Linked DNA regions of Rattus norvegicus: region 2 is linked to region 1. Evidence: chromatin contacts called from public Hi-C data. All regions are on one chromosome and are shown on one strand. Each heading gives the region's core, a stretch centred on a gene start, on an enhancer-like site or on the middle of the called end of the contact. The rest is flanking DNA. Distances are from core to core; before and after follow the strand shown.

What was found. Hi-C and Micro-C count contacts between places; a contact is called where the count stands out from the background.
Region 2: a Hi-C map of liver shows a contact between it and region 1, with 2.1 times the contacts expected there. The contact joins the promoter of Tcirg1 here to the promoter of Chka in region 1. A contact is called at or near these places in 4 of 12 Hi-C or Micro-C datasets (Schwann cells, frontal cortex and liver) and 1 of 1 datasets of contacts at active chromatin or transcription factors (oligodendrocytes).

The regions. Positions count from the first base shown.
Region 1 is chr1:210,504,746-210,511,825 of GRCr8, reverse strand. It overlaps Chka (choline kinase alpha), which reads right to left and starts at 5,711. Exons shown (of 12, transcript NM_001398586.1): 1 at 5,130-5,711. The coding sequence starts at 5,467.
Region 2 is chr1:210,565,855-210,572,945 of GRCr8, reverse strand. Tcirg1 (T-cell immune regulator 1, ATPase H+ transporting V0 subunit A3) reads left to right here and starts at 5,011. Exons shown (of 20, transcript NM_199089.3): 1 at 5,011-5,047. It overlaps Ndufs8 (NADH:ubiquinone oxidoreductase core subunit S8), which reads left to right. Exons shown (of 7, transcript NM_001106322.2): 2 at 183-240; 3 at 313-363; 4 at 803-898; 5 at 992-1,164; 6 at 2,710-2,838; 7 at 2,920-3,123. The coding sequence starts at 183. The coding sequence ends at 3,051.

The DNA of each region.
Region 1 (7,080 bases), core at 4,462-6,961:
GGATCCAATACCTACCTGCCTTTTGGACTTTATGGGCTCCTATAAGCAAGCATACCCCTCCCCCAACACACACACACACACACACACACACACACACACACACACACCACTAAAAATAAACCTTTGCTGGGCTGTGAAGTGATCCTAGCACTCAGGAGGCAGAGGCAGTTGGATCTCTGAGTCTATAGCCAGCCTGGTCTACAGAGTGAGCTCCAGAACAGCCAGGGCTAAACGGAGAAACTCTACCTCAAAAATAAAAATAAATATAGGGGTTGGGGATTTAGCTCAGTGGTAGAGCGCTTGCTTGCCTAGGAAGCGCAAGGCCCTGGGTTCGGTCCCCAGCTCTGGAAAAAAAAGAACCAAAAAAAAAAAAAATATATATATATATATATCAACCTTTAACAGAGAAAGGGACGGGGTTGGGGATTTAGCTCAGTGGTAGAGCGCTTGCCTAGCAAGCGCAAGGCCCTGGGTTCGGTCTCCAACTCCGAAAAAAAGAACAAAAAATAAAATAAAATAAAATAAACCAGAGAGAGGGAAGAAAGAAAATGGGCTTGTTGTAATCATGTTCAATCACTGGCCTCTCAACTCCCATGTCTGAATCCATGAGAAGAAGCATTGAACCTATTGAAGTCCACAGGTAAGGCAGCTCTTCCAAGTGGCCCTGGAGTCCAAGCATTTATAGGACCTGAGTTTTAAGTATTAATACTTAAGAATTAATACTTAGGGCTGGAGAGATGGCTCAGCGGTTAAGAGCACTTATTGCTCTTCCAGAGGTCCTGAGTTCAATTCCCAGCAACCACATGGTGGCTCACAACCATCTGTAATGAGATCTGGTGCCCTCTTCTGGTGTGTCTGAAGATAGCTATATGTACTTATAGAAATAAAAATTAATCAAAAATAAAAAAAAAACGCATCCCCCACTCTCCCTCTCCTTTAAAAAAAAAAAGAATTAATACTTAACAAAGAATCACAGGCATGTGGTGCATATATATATATACATGCAAACAAAACACTCATAAAATACAAATTATTTTTTAAAAAAGGAATTCTATTTACTACTAGAGATGTAAGCTCCTCTTTTGCACTGTTGAGAAGTCTATAGCAACATAAAGTAGAATGCAGAAAAAAATCCCCATAACTATTTCATAGTTATCAACAAATAAATTATTAAATTTATAAAAAGGCAAAGAAGACAGATTAGCCAAAATAGTTTTGGAAATGAAGAAAAGAATCAGAGCTAACACTATCACCCTTTAAAACTACAATAATTGGGGCTGGAGAGATGGCTCAGCAGTTAAGAGCCCCAACTGCTCTTCCAGAGGTCCTGAGTTCAATTCCCAGCAACCACATGGTGGCTCGCAACCATCTGTAAAGAGATCTGATGCCCTCTTCTGGTGTATCCGAAGACAGCTACAGTGTACTTATATATAATAAATGAATAAATCTTAAAAAAATAAAAATAAAACTACAATAATTAAGGAGGGATTGCTCAGCAGTTAAGAGCACTTGCTAGTCTTACAGAACACTCAGGCTTTGTTCCCAGTTCTCTTATAGCTCATAAACACCTGTAAATTCAGTTACAAGGGATCAGGTACCCTCCTCATCTGGTCTCCATGGACAGTGCATACATGTACATGAATGCATGCAGACAAACTACTCACACACACAAGATAAAATAAATAAATATAAGCCACGTATATAGGCACATACCTTCAATCTCAGCACTGGAGACCAAGATCTCTGTGAGTTCAAGGCCAGTCTGGTCTATATAGTGAGTTCCAGGCCAATCAAGGATATACAGTGAGACTATGTCTCAAAAAAAAATTAAATGAAACTAAAAATGTTGATAAAAATAAACTTGGAAAAGCCCACAAACACAATCTTTGACAAGAGCAAGAGCCATACCATAGAGAAAAACAGTACTTTTGGCAACTAGTCTCAGAGCAACTGGACACCACATACAGACACACGTAAAAGTCCAGAAACAAACCCCTTTAATAAACTTCAAATGAAACATGCACCTCAATGTAAAATGCAAAACAGTAAAATTTCAGCACCAACACAAAATCCAGATGATACAATGTCTGATGATAATTTTTCAGTTAACACAATGAAGGCAAGATCCAAGGCCAGGTATAGAGTGCATGCTCTGGTTTGAGTATGATACTGAAAAAAATAATAAAGACAAAAAAAAAGCCAGGCTCAGCAATCCATACTCATAATCCCATAACTTTGGAAGTTGAGACAGAGAATTACTAAGAGTTTGAGGCCACCCTGAGCTACAAAGTTAGAGTCTGCCCAACGACCCCACCAAAAAAAAAAAAAAAAAGACAAGAAAAAAAAGAAAGCCAAACTGAGAAGAAGTTAGAGGTCATTTTTCAGTACACAGGACCATATCTCACAAAGTGCTGAATGTGAAATGCTCTCTAGGAATCGGTCTTAAGGGAAAGTAGAAACAAGCCTACAGCCAAGTATGTTAAATACTGATGTCAAGGCCAGCAACCCTTAAGTCCTGGAGAGGAAATAATAGATGGGGGATGTGCTCCTTCTTTTTGGTTCTCCCTGAGTGAGGCCTTGAAGCAGGAATGTTAAAAGCAGTCCTGGGGAAAGGACTGCCAAGCAGAGCAAAGAAAAGCCTGGTACTGAAACACAGAGCTCTTTCAGAAGCACTGGGCCCAGTGGAAGGAGTTCAGCCATTGTGGTTGGGGAAAGGGAGATTTTAAAAGAGTAACAGTTCCAGGTAGACTGAAACCCAGGTTTAGACTTTTGCAAACAATTTTAGGTTTTATTTCCTAGCTACAAAAGCCATGGAGCAACGGATGGCATTTGTGAAACTGCTGTCAACAGGATAGAGAATGAACTAGATAGAAGGTGGTACATACAGAATGATGCTGAGATGGCTGGGACCTCCTGTTACCATGTGACGAGGCAAAAGAGAGACTTATGGGGGAACAGAGCAAATAGGACGAAGGAATTGGAGCCTGGCTACTATTAAGGCAAGGGCAGAAAATACATTCTGAGGTGGGAAGGAGTCAAATGGCTAAACCTGGGACAGGCTGAATGAACTGAAATGAATAAATCAGGCAGATGGACTAGACCCAGCAAAAGTAACAGACAGGCCACTAACTTAAAGGTAGTTACTACCTCTTCCCCACACCTTAAATCATCCTTTCTCCTTATTCAATATATTCTATAACCACTGACTATCCCGCACGTTTACAGCATGCCACATTTTAAAAGACACTGCAATCCAAAAGGAAAGTCCTGTCTTCAATACTAACTCTTAGAGAAAAAAAAAAGGAAAACCCCAAAAGATTCTCCATACTTTTGCAATGACTAGTTTGAGCAAAACAGATTTAACTGATGAGTGACACAGTCCCTGGAGACAATCACAAACAGGCCTAAGGCTGGGTATAGGGCTGTCCAAACAGACCTCAGGGCCAATGTAAAAGAGAGGAACACCAGAGGGCTGTCAATGGACCTCAGACAAGTCACTCCTTCAGAGTTTTGGTTTAGTTTGAGGAAACAAGATCTCATGTAATCCAGGTTGGACTCCAACTTCAAACCTGCCATGTAGCCCAGGCTAGCCTTTAACTCTTGATATTCCTACCTCTCCCTCCAAAGTGCTGGAACAAGCACATCCCCTGAGACCTACCTTTACTTCTATAGGGAGAAGAATGTGCCACAGTAATCTCTATCATTCCCCTGGTGACAACTGCCAAGCCTGCCAGAGGACAAGTTTGGGGACAAATTTTTCTAGGACACTCAACAATGATTTGAGTATCTGTGGTTCTCTTTTTCTACTACCTACCAACTACCTTTTAACTATCTGCTCAGACATATCTGACATATTCTCATGTCCATGAGGGGCCTGAAAAGCTAAGAGGAAGTGCCATCCATCCAAAGAGTTAATTTTGCTGCATTCATGACTCTGGTGAAAGACTGGGCATGGAAAAGGAATCAAATGACTAGAACTGGATTTGAGGATTATTGATGGCAGCCAGCCAGCCAGCCAGCCAGTCAGTTTCTAGACACTTGGCACTCAACTGGGTCAACCAATCAAACAGAAACTGGTAGAAAATGACCAAATGGGTTTTTAAAGGTAAAAAAAAAAAAAGTTCAATACTGAATGTCAAGCACTTGTACAAAATGGCAAGGGTACAGCTACATTTCTCTATTAGTCTGAATACATTAAAAAAATTTTCTAATCTAAGATGAAATATATTTAAATTTAAAAGGAGTGGAGAATGCCAGGCAGATGCTTTTAATCCCAGCACTCGGGGAGGCAGAGGCAGTGGATTTCTGTGAGTCTACATAGTGAGTTCCAAGACAACCAGAGCTCTGTGTGTGTGTGTGTGTGTGTGTGTGTGTGTGTGTGTGTGTGTGTCGCACGCACTCAGGATCCTCAGTGGTTCAAAGTCAGGCTCCAATACCTAGGATGCTCAAGGCTACTCTGCCCACAAGAGATCCATCTTTCAGAGAAGGAATTCTTTTTATTTCACGATTATTTGTGAAGCCACACCTCCAGACGCTGGCCAGTAACACAGGTTGACAAAGACTTAAGAGCCTCAGAAGGAGATGAGTGACTGACTGCTACCTTCCATTAACACACATCAACTTCCTTTCTACCTCTTTTGGAGACTGTATCTTGCCATGTAGTTCTGGCTGACCTGAAGCTATGTAGGCCAAACCAGCCTCGAAAATATATAGAGATCCGCCTGCCTCTGCCTCCCCGAGTGCCAAAGGAGAATTTCTGGAAGGGGAGAGGGCTGTGATCAAATTACAGACTAAAGGGATTACAAGGAAAAGTTACCCGGGGACTTTTCCTCCCTCTTTTTCTAAAGCCCAGCCACACATCCCTTTTTCATTGAAGGCCCTCGTAGGGAAACGGCTTCCTAGACTCATCTATTTTGAGCTTTGGTACAGAATGTACTTGTGTGACTGCACAGTATTGTTCTCCCGCAAGGGACCAGCATCCCAGCTCACGTATTCTCAAAGCTCGCCCGCAGGCGGCCTTCCGCGCTGCGGGGTGTGTGCTCCTGGATCCATGCGCAGCGCTCACCTCTACCCGGGCCGCCGCCCCGCCCCGCCCCCACCTCCCCCCGCGCGGTGCCGCAGTCACCGACCTGATGACACTGATGTGGAACTGGTCCTCGCGAAGGCCCCTCCAGGCTCCGGGCAGGAATTCCTTGCACCACAGGTAGGCCCTGCGCCGCGTCCGGGGCTCGGGTTGTTCGTCCGCTAGCGGCGGTGATGGCGGCGGGGGCAGCGGCAGGGGCGGCGGTGGTGGCGGCGGCAGCGCGAGAGGTTGGGACCGGCCACCAAGCTGCTTGGACTCCAGCTCGCCTGCGGCATCGCGCTGCTGCCCTACGCCGGGCGTCGGGGCAGCGCTGCCACCGCAGCTCAGCAGCAGCCCAAGCGGGGACGGCTCGGCCTCGCCCCCGGTGCAGAACTTGGTTTTCATGCTGGATAAGCGGTCGAGAAGGCGCGGACGGCCACAGCAGGAGAGGGCCACACTCGGGGTCCGGCTGGATGCCCGCCTCTGGGGGCCGGCGCGGGGAATGGCTCACCGGCTTCACTGACCGGCGGGGCGGCGGTTGTGGGAGCGCGCGGGGAAGCGACGTCGGCGACTGCGGGGAGAGGCAGCAATGGACGCCGAGCAGCAGTGACGAGAGACGAGCGCGGGAGGCTGACGGCGGGCGACTGCTGTAGTGGGCCGCGGGGCTCGCTCCTTTACAGAGTAGCACGCGGAGAGCCTAGCGTCACTGCCCGCCCCCGCGCTCGCCGCTGATTGGACACTGCGGCGCATCACAACCGCCGCCACCCTCGCCACGCCGCTTTCCCATTGGCTGCGGCACAGCCCCTCCTCGCCTCAGGCGGTGAGCCCACGGTGAGGGAGGGGCCAGTGCACCGGGGGCGGGGCCTTGTCTAGGGGTCGCGAGGGTCCTAGAAAGGACCCGCTACCTCGGTTGCCAGCACTCACAAGGTGGCGCCTTCGCGGACTTGGGCCTCTCGAGGCTAGAGAGTCGAGTCGAGGCCTCTGCAGCTTTGGCAGACCCTAGAGTGAGTGTTGAGAGGGAAACTTTCCTTACACGCCCCCAGGTCTGAAAGTGGTGATTTGAAAGGCCCCGGGGATTTTGCAGGAGCTGGCAGGAAATTGGTGTCTGGAGGCTAGCTGCTCTTTCCGCGTGACCTTGGGGCAAGGCAGCTCCTGAAGGAGCTTTGTGGGTGTTCCCATTTCCCAGGCGTTGTTCGAGATGCATCCACGCTTGATACAACTCCCGGCCGGAGGCATTTTTCCTCTGCGGTTCTAATATCAAAAAGAGACTGGGTCAAGGCCACACACCCTCTTGTCAGCTGACTGCGCTCTCGGCTTTAAGCCTCCCTCTACGCACCGCAGCCTCAGTTTCCCTGTCCGTGGTGCTGAGGATGTCAGCTAGATTCAGGACATTTTCCTAACAGCCTGGCCTCAACAGCCGCCAGAATTGCTAGCCAAGGGTGCTTCCTGTCTTTTTGGACGCTGTCATCTGCCGCCCCCCCCCCTTTCCTGGCTGTCCAGTCGCGTGACCATGACTAACGTACCTTTGCCCTAGGGCATGGAAGGGGGCCAAGGCCCTACTCTGAATGCCCACACATTGCCTCATTCTTTGGTCTGATCTTTCAGTCCTTCCAGGAAGTAATTGAGGCTACAAAGAATATAAAAGTACAGGTCTGTGTTGTGGGGTATAACTAGGAAGAAAAGTTTCTCCAGCTGCCAAAGGTCTAGAAAATCCAGAGCCCAACATGCAGAAAATGGCTTCTTTGTGGGTTTTTACAGTCTGCTGGAAGCCAAAAACTCTTCAAAAAGAGTAGATACTTATCTGGTCTTACTCTCCCTAAAATGATATTACTGAAAAGAATGCAAATAATCTAAGCATGGTGGCACATGACACTAATACCAGTAGTTGAGAGGCAGAGGCAGAGGCAGAGGCAGAGGCAGAGGCAGAGGCAGAGGCAGAGGCAGAGGCAGAGGCAGAGGCAGAGGCAGAGGCAGGCAGATCTCTGCAAGTTGAAGACTAGCCTGGTCTACTCAGTAAG
Region 2 (7,091 bases), core at 3,762-6,261, 62 kb before region 1:
CAAAAATGGATTAAATAGGTTGCTTGGGAGCTGCAGAAATGGAACTTGGGATGAGCAGAGTGAGGTCAGATTGAAGGTTAGGAGTGCTGATCTTGACTGGTTTGGTATGTGAATAGGGTATAAGATAGGTCCTGAGGAGGGCAGTTTTAGACCCTTCCCCTCCCTTGTTCTCCATGTTCCAGATGTACCGCCTGAGCTCGTCAGTGCTGCCCCGGGCCTTGGCCCAGGCCATGCGCACAGGTAGGACTGGAGGCTTTTCCTGGGGATGGGGAACTGAGCTTCCTGGTATGAAATCACCTCTTCTCCTTGCAGGACATCTTAATGGCCAAAGCCTTCATAGCAGTGCAGTGGCCGCTACGTACAGTGAGTACCAGATCTTCTAACTTGTGGTTTCCTGACTGTTGTCACACCTGAGGCTAGGCAAATTGCTTTGCTAGGGACCCTCTGAGAGCTGTAGTTTCCACTCTGAAAATGAAGGTAGCCATCAGGAGAGAATGTGACTCACTGTCACTGTGGTGGCAGTCAAAGGAGGGAGGCATGTGATGGGGAAGAGCTGCTAGGTCCTGTTCCCCTCTATCAGGACCCACTGGGAGGACCCAGGACCCTTACTCCCTGAACTTGAAAAGCTATGCCATGTTGCACTGAGTTACCTGGCCAGAACAGAAACCACCAGCACCCGCCGGGGCTGCAGGCCTGTTTTCCTGGGCCCTCACTAAGAACCCACCTACTGGCCCTAGGGTTGAGAGTTGGGCCTCATCTTCCAGAGCCAGCTCCCTTAACCTCCCGCCCTGACCTCCTGCAGAGTATGTGAATATGAAGGCACAGGAACTTGATGTGGACATGAAGTCTGCGACTGACAGTGCAGCTCGGATTCTGATGTGGACAGAACTCTTCCGAGGTGCGTGCCAGGGCCGAGGGGAGACGTGAGAGTCAGGCATGGATGGCCAGGAGGAGAGCATCCCCTTACATACAAGCTCTGTGCTACTCACAGGCCTGGGCATGACCCTAAGCTACCTCTTTCGGGAGCCCGCCACCATCAACTACCCCTTTGAGAAGGGCCCACTGAGTCCGCGCTTCCGTGGGGAGCATGCACTGCGCCGCTACCCGTCTGGGGAGGAGCGTTGCATCGCCTGCAAGCTCTGTGAGGCCATCTGTCCTGCACAGGTGAGTCTGCCTTCTGACTACTGGGCCCTAAATCTGACCCTACCTCGATATACTCCCCCAGGAAAGTCCCTTCTTTTGTCTTTTGTGACAGTCTTACTATATAGCACCAGCTGTCCTGGAACTCACTGTGTAGACTAGGCTGGCCTTAAGCTCAGAGATCTGTCTGCCTCTGCATGAGTCTGGAGTACTGAGATAAAAGCATGCACTGTCACAGACATTGTCCTTTTCTCACTTGACCTAACCTTGACCCTGTGTGGGGGACAAGTCCTTCATGTCCAAGGGCTGAGTCAGGAAGCCAGCCAGGGGCAGGCTCCATTCCAAGCAGGCCACATGGCCTACTCATATCCCACCCTAGGAGTCAATAATCATGTGACATTTGGGCCTAGGGGCCATGACATGGTTTCAGGAACCCTGTCTGTCTGCCCATTCTGGGTTTGAGCTGAGGGTATGCAACAGGAGTGGCTGCTCCTCAGAGCCTGGCTGCTCCTCAGAGCCTGGCTGCTCCTCAGAGCCTGCCTTTCAACTGTGCTGGTAGGCGCTATACAGAATACCCGAGGTTGGGGAGACAGGAAGGTGCTGTGATGGCTTTGTTGTGCCTAGCACGAGGTCCAGCAGCTGTAGCCCTAAGACTGGCCCTGTGACATTGCCTAGCCTGCCATGCTTAACTCCAGCTCTGAGCTGTGCCCCAGAAGCTCAGTGTGTCTGGTGTGGCTCCTAGGTAGAGTGCACTCTGCACAGACAGGCTAGGCTCATCCCTCATATCCTCCCTGTAACTGCAAGAGTAGCCGGAGAGATTGAATTCCCGCCATTATAAACACAAAAGGATGTGCCTTTGCCGGACATGGTGGGACATGCCTTTCATCCAGGCCAACCTCGTCTATAGAGTTCAGGACATCCAGGGAACACAGAGAAACTCTGCCCCCCCCCCCAAAAAAAAAGGAAAGAAGGAAGGAATGAAGGAAGGGAGGAAGGAAGGGAGGAAGGGAGGAAGGAAGGAAGGAAGTAGTGGCTCCTGAGGCTCTACTATGAGTAGTGAACTTTCCATTAGGGAGTGTCACGTTTGTTTAAGGTCCTCCTGGTCTGTAGTTCCCAGGCTATCCCTTTTTACCCTTGCCTGGCATACAGCTGCCCCCCAGAAACTGAAAGTTAAGGATATACCTTCAGATTTGGTCTATGTCCTTCATTACTCTGTGAATGCAGGAGATCCTTCCATCTCTCTTGAGGCTTAAGTTTCTCCACCAAATGGGGATTGTTAGGAAAGGTGTTCAACACGGCAGTCCTTGGGTACTTACTGTCCAAGGGACCTCTTTTCAGGGGACAGAGCAGATCCTAGCCTTTTCCTGGTGGGACAGGAGGGTCACCTGGGTAAATGCTGAGCACAAACCTGGCAGAGACTAATGGGGCCACGTGAGTGGGGCTCATTTGGAGGGCTGAGGACATGAGGCAACCATGCAGATGTCCAGGGGGCAGATTGAGCTGTGATGGGCAGACCCAGGGCCAGGAGGGGTCTGCCAGTATGACAGTGACCTGTGGCCTGCCCCTCAGGCCATCACCATTGAGGCTGAGCCAAGAGCAGATGGCAGCCGCCGGACTACACGCTATGACATTGACATGACCAAGTGTATCTACTGTGGTTTCTGCCAGGAAGCCTGCCCTGTTGACGCTATCGTGGAGGTGAGTGGGCTGGGTGAAGGGCTAGCACAGAGGCTCCTGGGAAGGGTTTGCCCTGCTGACTGACTGACCTCCTCCTCACAGGGCCCCAACTTTGAGTTCTCCACCGAGACGCATGAGGAGTTGCTGTACAACAAGGAGAAGCTACTCAACAATGGTGACAAGTGGGAGGCCGAGATCGCGGCCAACATCCAGGCTGACTACCTGTATCGGTGACCGGGCCACCGGTGACCTTGCCACCTGGCCAGCCTTGTGGCCCCTATAGCCCATAAAGAAACTCTGATCCCACACTGCCTGTTGTGTTCTATTTCTAGGGCAGAATCTACCCCACGCAGCCAGGCCTCTGGTTTGCTCTGCCCAGACCAGATACATGTGCATGGCCTGCTGCATCCTTCCCTCAGTGGGTTCCAGTGGCTCACCTGCCCGCAAAATCTGGCAAAGGCAGAGCCCAGCCTTCCTCTATGGCTCCAAGCTACTGGGCCTCTTTGTGGTGGGCAACAGTACCCAGAACCATATCACACATCTGGGCTTCTCCCCACAGCCTTCCCACACCACGGGCCTGTTGTCCCCATTGGTGTCGGGTGTCTGAGAGGTGAGGTCCAGTCTTCTGTCTTCTCAGATCTCCATCACCACAGTTGTTTGAACTTGGATCCTTTCTGGCTTCAGGCCAGAGTCCATCGAGAGCCTCAGGAGGAAGCTGGGTAGGGGCTGAGTGATAAATTGTTCTTATCCTGAGATTGCACATCAAAGCTCAGTGCGGCCACTGCTGGAGGATAGAGTCTCGTGGATCCCAGAGTCATTGGCTAACCAAATTTAATCAAGATGGCAAGTTTCAGGTTCAGTGAGAGACCGTATCAAAAATGAGTAAGGCGGTGGGCAACCGAGGAAAGACATCTGCTGTCAGCCTCGGGCCTCCACGTGTGCTTGCACGGGGAGTGTAGCTGCACATACTTGCACCCAGTAACCCCCAAGGTCAGAATATCCTTTGGGGAACAGGAAGCCTGCTATGGGGTGACAGTCACAAGGGAATGACATAGGTCCCGCTGCCTCTGAGCTGGCCTTGCCTCTTGCTACATCCCCTTTGCCCACTGAGTCCCTGCCCAGGCTGCTGTGGGGGCCCCAGCTTCTCAGTTTGCAGTCCCAGCGAAGCTGTGCAGCTCTGACTCCTCCTGCCTGTGGGTGTTAGGTGAACATCTCTCTCTCTCTCTCTCTCTCTCTCTCTCTCTCACACACACACACACACACACACACACACACACACAGACACGCACACATATGTACACACACGTACACAGCACGCACACACACAGGCTGCTGCTGGTGGCTTGGTTCTCATATTCTAATGTACACTTCTACCACAGCAACCATGACAGCTTTGTAGCCCTGTATGTTCCCCCACAGTGAAGAGCACTGACTTGTGCCCCCTGGTGTACTTGTGTGAGGGTCCTCACACCAAGTCAGATCAGACCTGTGCCATACCTGCTTTCTGAGGATACCTACCCACTTTGACTCAGTTTCCAGGTTGCCCTAGGCTCCCATTCTTTACTCACACATACTAGGGCCCACACACACTAGGGCCCTTGTTTACTGAATGGGGTCCAAGGATCAGCAGAGCTGAGGGGCCCCTTGCCCCTCTGGTCCCCAGTGGCTACAGTCCAGCCTGTCCAAAGTGCAAACAGCTAAATGGTCCTGAATCTCAGTTTCCAGACTCCAAGGGCTAGGAAGGAGATTGAGGCACTTCTGGAGAGTCTCCAGTCTCCTGGGAGCAAGTTCCTCAGCAGAGACTGGCCCAACCAACACCCTGCTGCCAGTGGAGAGGGACCCAAAGAGTGGGCTCACGCTTACCCAGCCTGAACTAGGTGAGGTTGGGTAGCAGCAGATCTTGCACAATAGCTAAGCAGCTTGTTGTACGTGCTAGGACCCATCAGGAAGTTGAAGGTGGCCTACCTATCCTTAAAGTCCTACCTGGCATCCCAGGTGTCGGTTATCTCCCAATCCCCGGGATTAAACGATTCCGGGACCTCCAGAACCATTTCATCCACCGCCCTCGCCCCCACCCCCACCCGGCGCCCAAACTCAGCGGGGGCGGGCAGTGGGCGGACCGTCACAGGCCACGCCCACTCTGGTATTTCGGAGCTGGAGTGAGCTGCAGAGGCCGGCGGGCGGGCGGGCTCAGATCCTAAGTCCTGAGTTGAGAGACGAGTCTACGTAGGTGAGTATCCTGCTAAACTGAGGAGCCCCAGCCCTGCTTACCAACCGCTTTCTCCGCCTGGACAAGGGTCTAGTCTCCCCGCCCGACTCCGGGTGGAGGCAACTCAGCGGCCACGCGCCCGTGTTAGGCTGTGTGGGGTGCAGGCAGGCCGCAAGGAGAAGCAGAGGATAGATTACTAACTCCGGGCAACTTCAGAGCTCGCCTCACCAAGTCTGAGCTCAAGGAGCCCCCTGCTGCGTCTGGCTCTGTGGGAGGGACCCATTCTACAGATGAGGAAACGGAGGCTGTCCCGGTTCAAGGCAGAATCCAGCCCCTCTCCTCGTTCTGTCATCCTCTGAAGAGCAGGGGCTGGAAGAAAAGGCAAGGGTCGAAAGAAGACTCGGAAAGGGGATGCAGGAGTAAGGCAGACCTTCAGGGCTTCCGGGGGCGGGGGTGGTGAGGGGGAAGGCCAGAGCAGGAATGGTGTGTGTGGGTCTAGCTTGCAGATGTCCTGGTGAGGCAGGAGACAGGACCTTTAACATCACAGTGCATAGTGTGGACTCTCTGCAGGGAGTGTGGAGCAACTTTTATTTGTCTTGCATTTACTGGCTAGCATTCCTTGTCTGGGGCACCCCTGTATTGGTGGTTATGGTGCTGGGACATGGTGGGACATGCCAGGTCAGAGCAGCCTTCCTCTGTCTGGGTAGACCCCTCTCTGGTCTGGTTCCTTGGCCATATGGCCTTAGACTTCACCTTACTCAACCTGGGTTGACCCACTTAGAAGATAAGGCTGGGGTAGGAGTGGTGGTGGCACAGGCATTTAATCCCAGCACTCAGGAGGCAGAAGCAGGCTCATCCATGAGTTCAAGGCCAGTTCAGGACAGCCAAGGTTACACAGAGAAACCTATCTTGAAAAACAAACAAACAAACAAATCCTAAGGCTGGGGTGTCCACTAGGCATTGGGGGGAGGGGTGTTTATAGAAGTAAGATGTAGGGAGACTCATCTTTTTTTTTTTTCTTTTCTTTTCTTTTTTTCGGAGCTGGGGACCGAACCCAGGGCCTTGCGCTTGCTAGGCAAGCGCCCTACCACTGAGCTAAATCCCCAACTCATCTTTTGTTCACCTCCCCACTCACATCTTTCCTGCCAGGGGTGGCCAAATTTTATTCTGTCAAAGAGGAAACAGACCCAGAGAGGGCAAGTGACTTACCCAGTGTCACACAGCTGGTTACATTTCAGGGAGGACCCTAGAGACTTGGTTCCTGGCCCTCTTCACCCAGCCCTTCCTGCTCACCCTTGCCTGTGTAGGGCCTGGCTCTTCTGAAGCCCTTGCCCACCCTCTGGATTCTTTCCTCTTCCAGGCTGGGGACAGGACTGTGGTTTCCCCTTAAGTAAACCAGGCCTAGGGAGGAAGTTGGGCAGAGCCAGGCAGCAAGCTGGGCCCATATTAGTATCTAAAGTTCCTCTCAATGTGTGCTCCCACTTGTGTCCCCCAGCCCTCAACGCCAGTTTAAGAGCTGAGGAAAATGTCCCACCAGGACCCTGGCCCTGAAGAGCAATAGCTACAGAGCAGGCATTGGCCCAGGGAGAGTATTGGAGTCCACTCTCCAGCCAGGATGTGTCTGTGCCTGCTGGGGTTGGAGCTAGGCCACCAGGGCTTCCTGCCCTTTGTTTCACAGTTTCACTTTCTTGGTTTCAACACCGGACTTCCCAGCCCCACAGGCAATGCCAGCAAGCCGGGTAGCCTAAGGCAACCCCCACCCAATCCTCTCCCTCAGGATTTTAGCCCCAGGGAACTTAGAGAGCCTTCCACCCACTGCGTGTGTAGGGAAGCAGGCTAGACAGCTCAGCAGCTTTTGGTGTCTGTTGTCATAGCCTCAGGACTGGAGCCTCTGGCCCCAGGGCTAAGCTGGGTCTCCAGTAGACACAGGCAGAGAGGTGATACAGTGCTGCAAACGGTGGTCTCTGGGATAGACTGGAGCAACGAGGCAGTGGAAGGCTAACAGCTTATGGTAGGCTTTAGGGTCATGGGGCTGCTCCATGCTTTCTCAGGCTACTGACTTTCT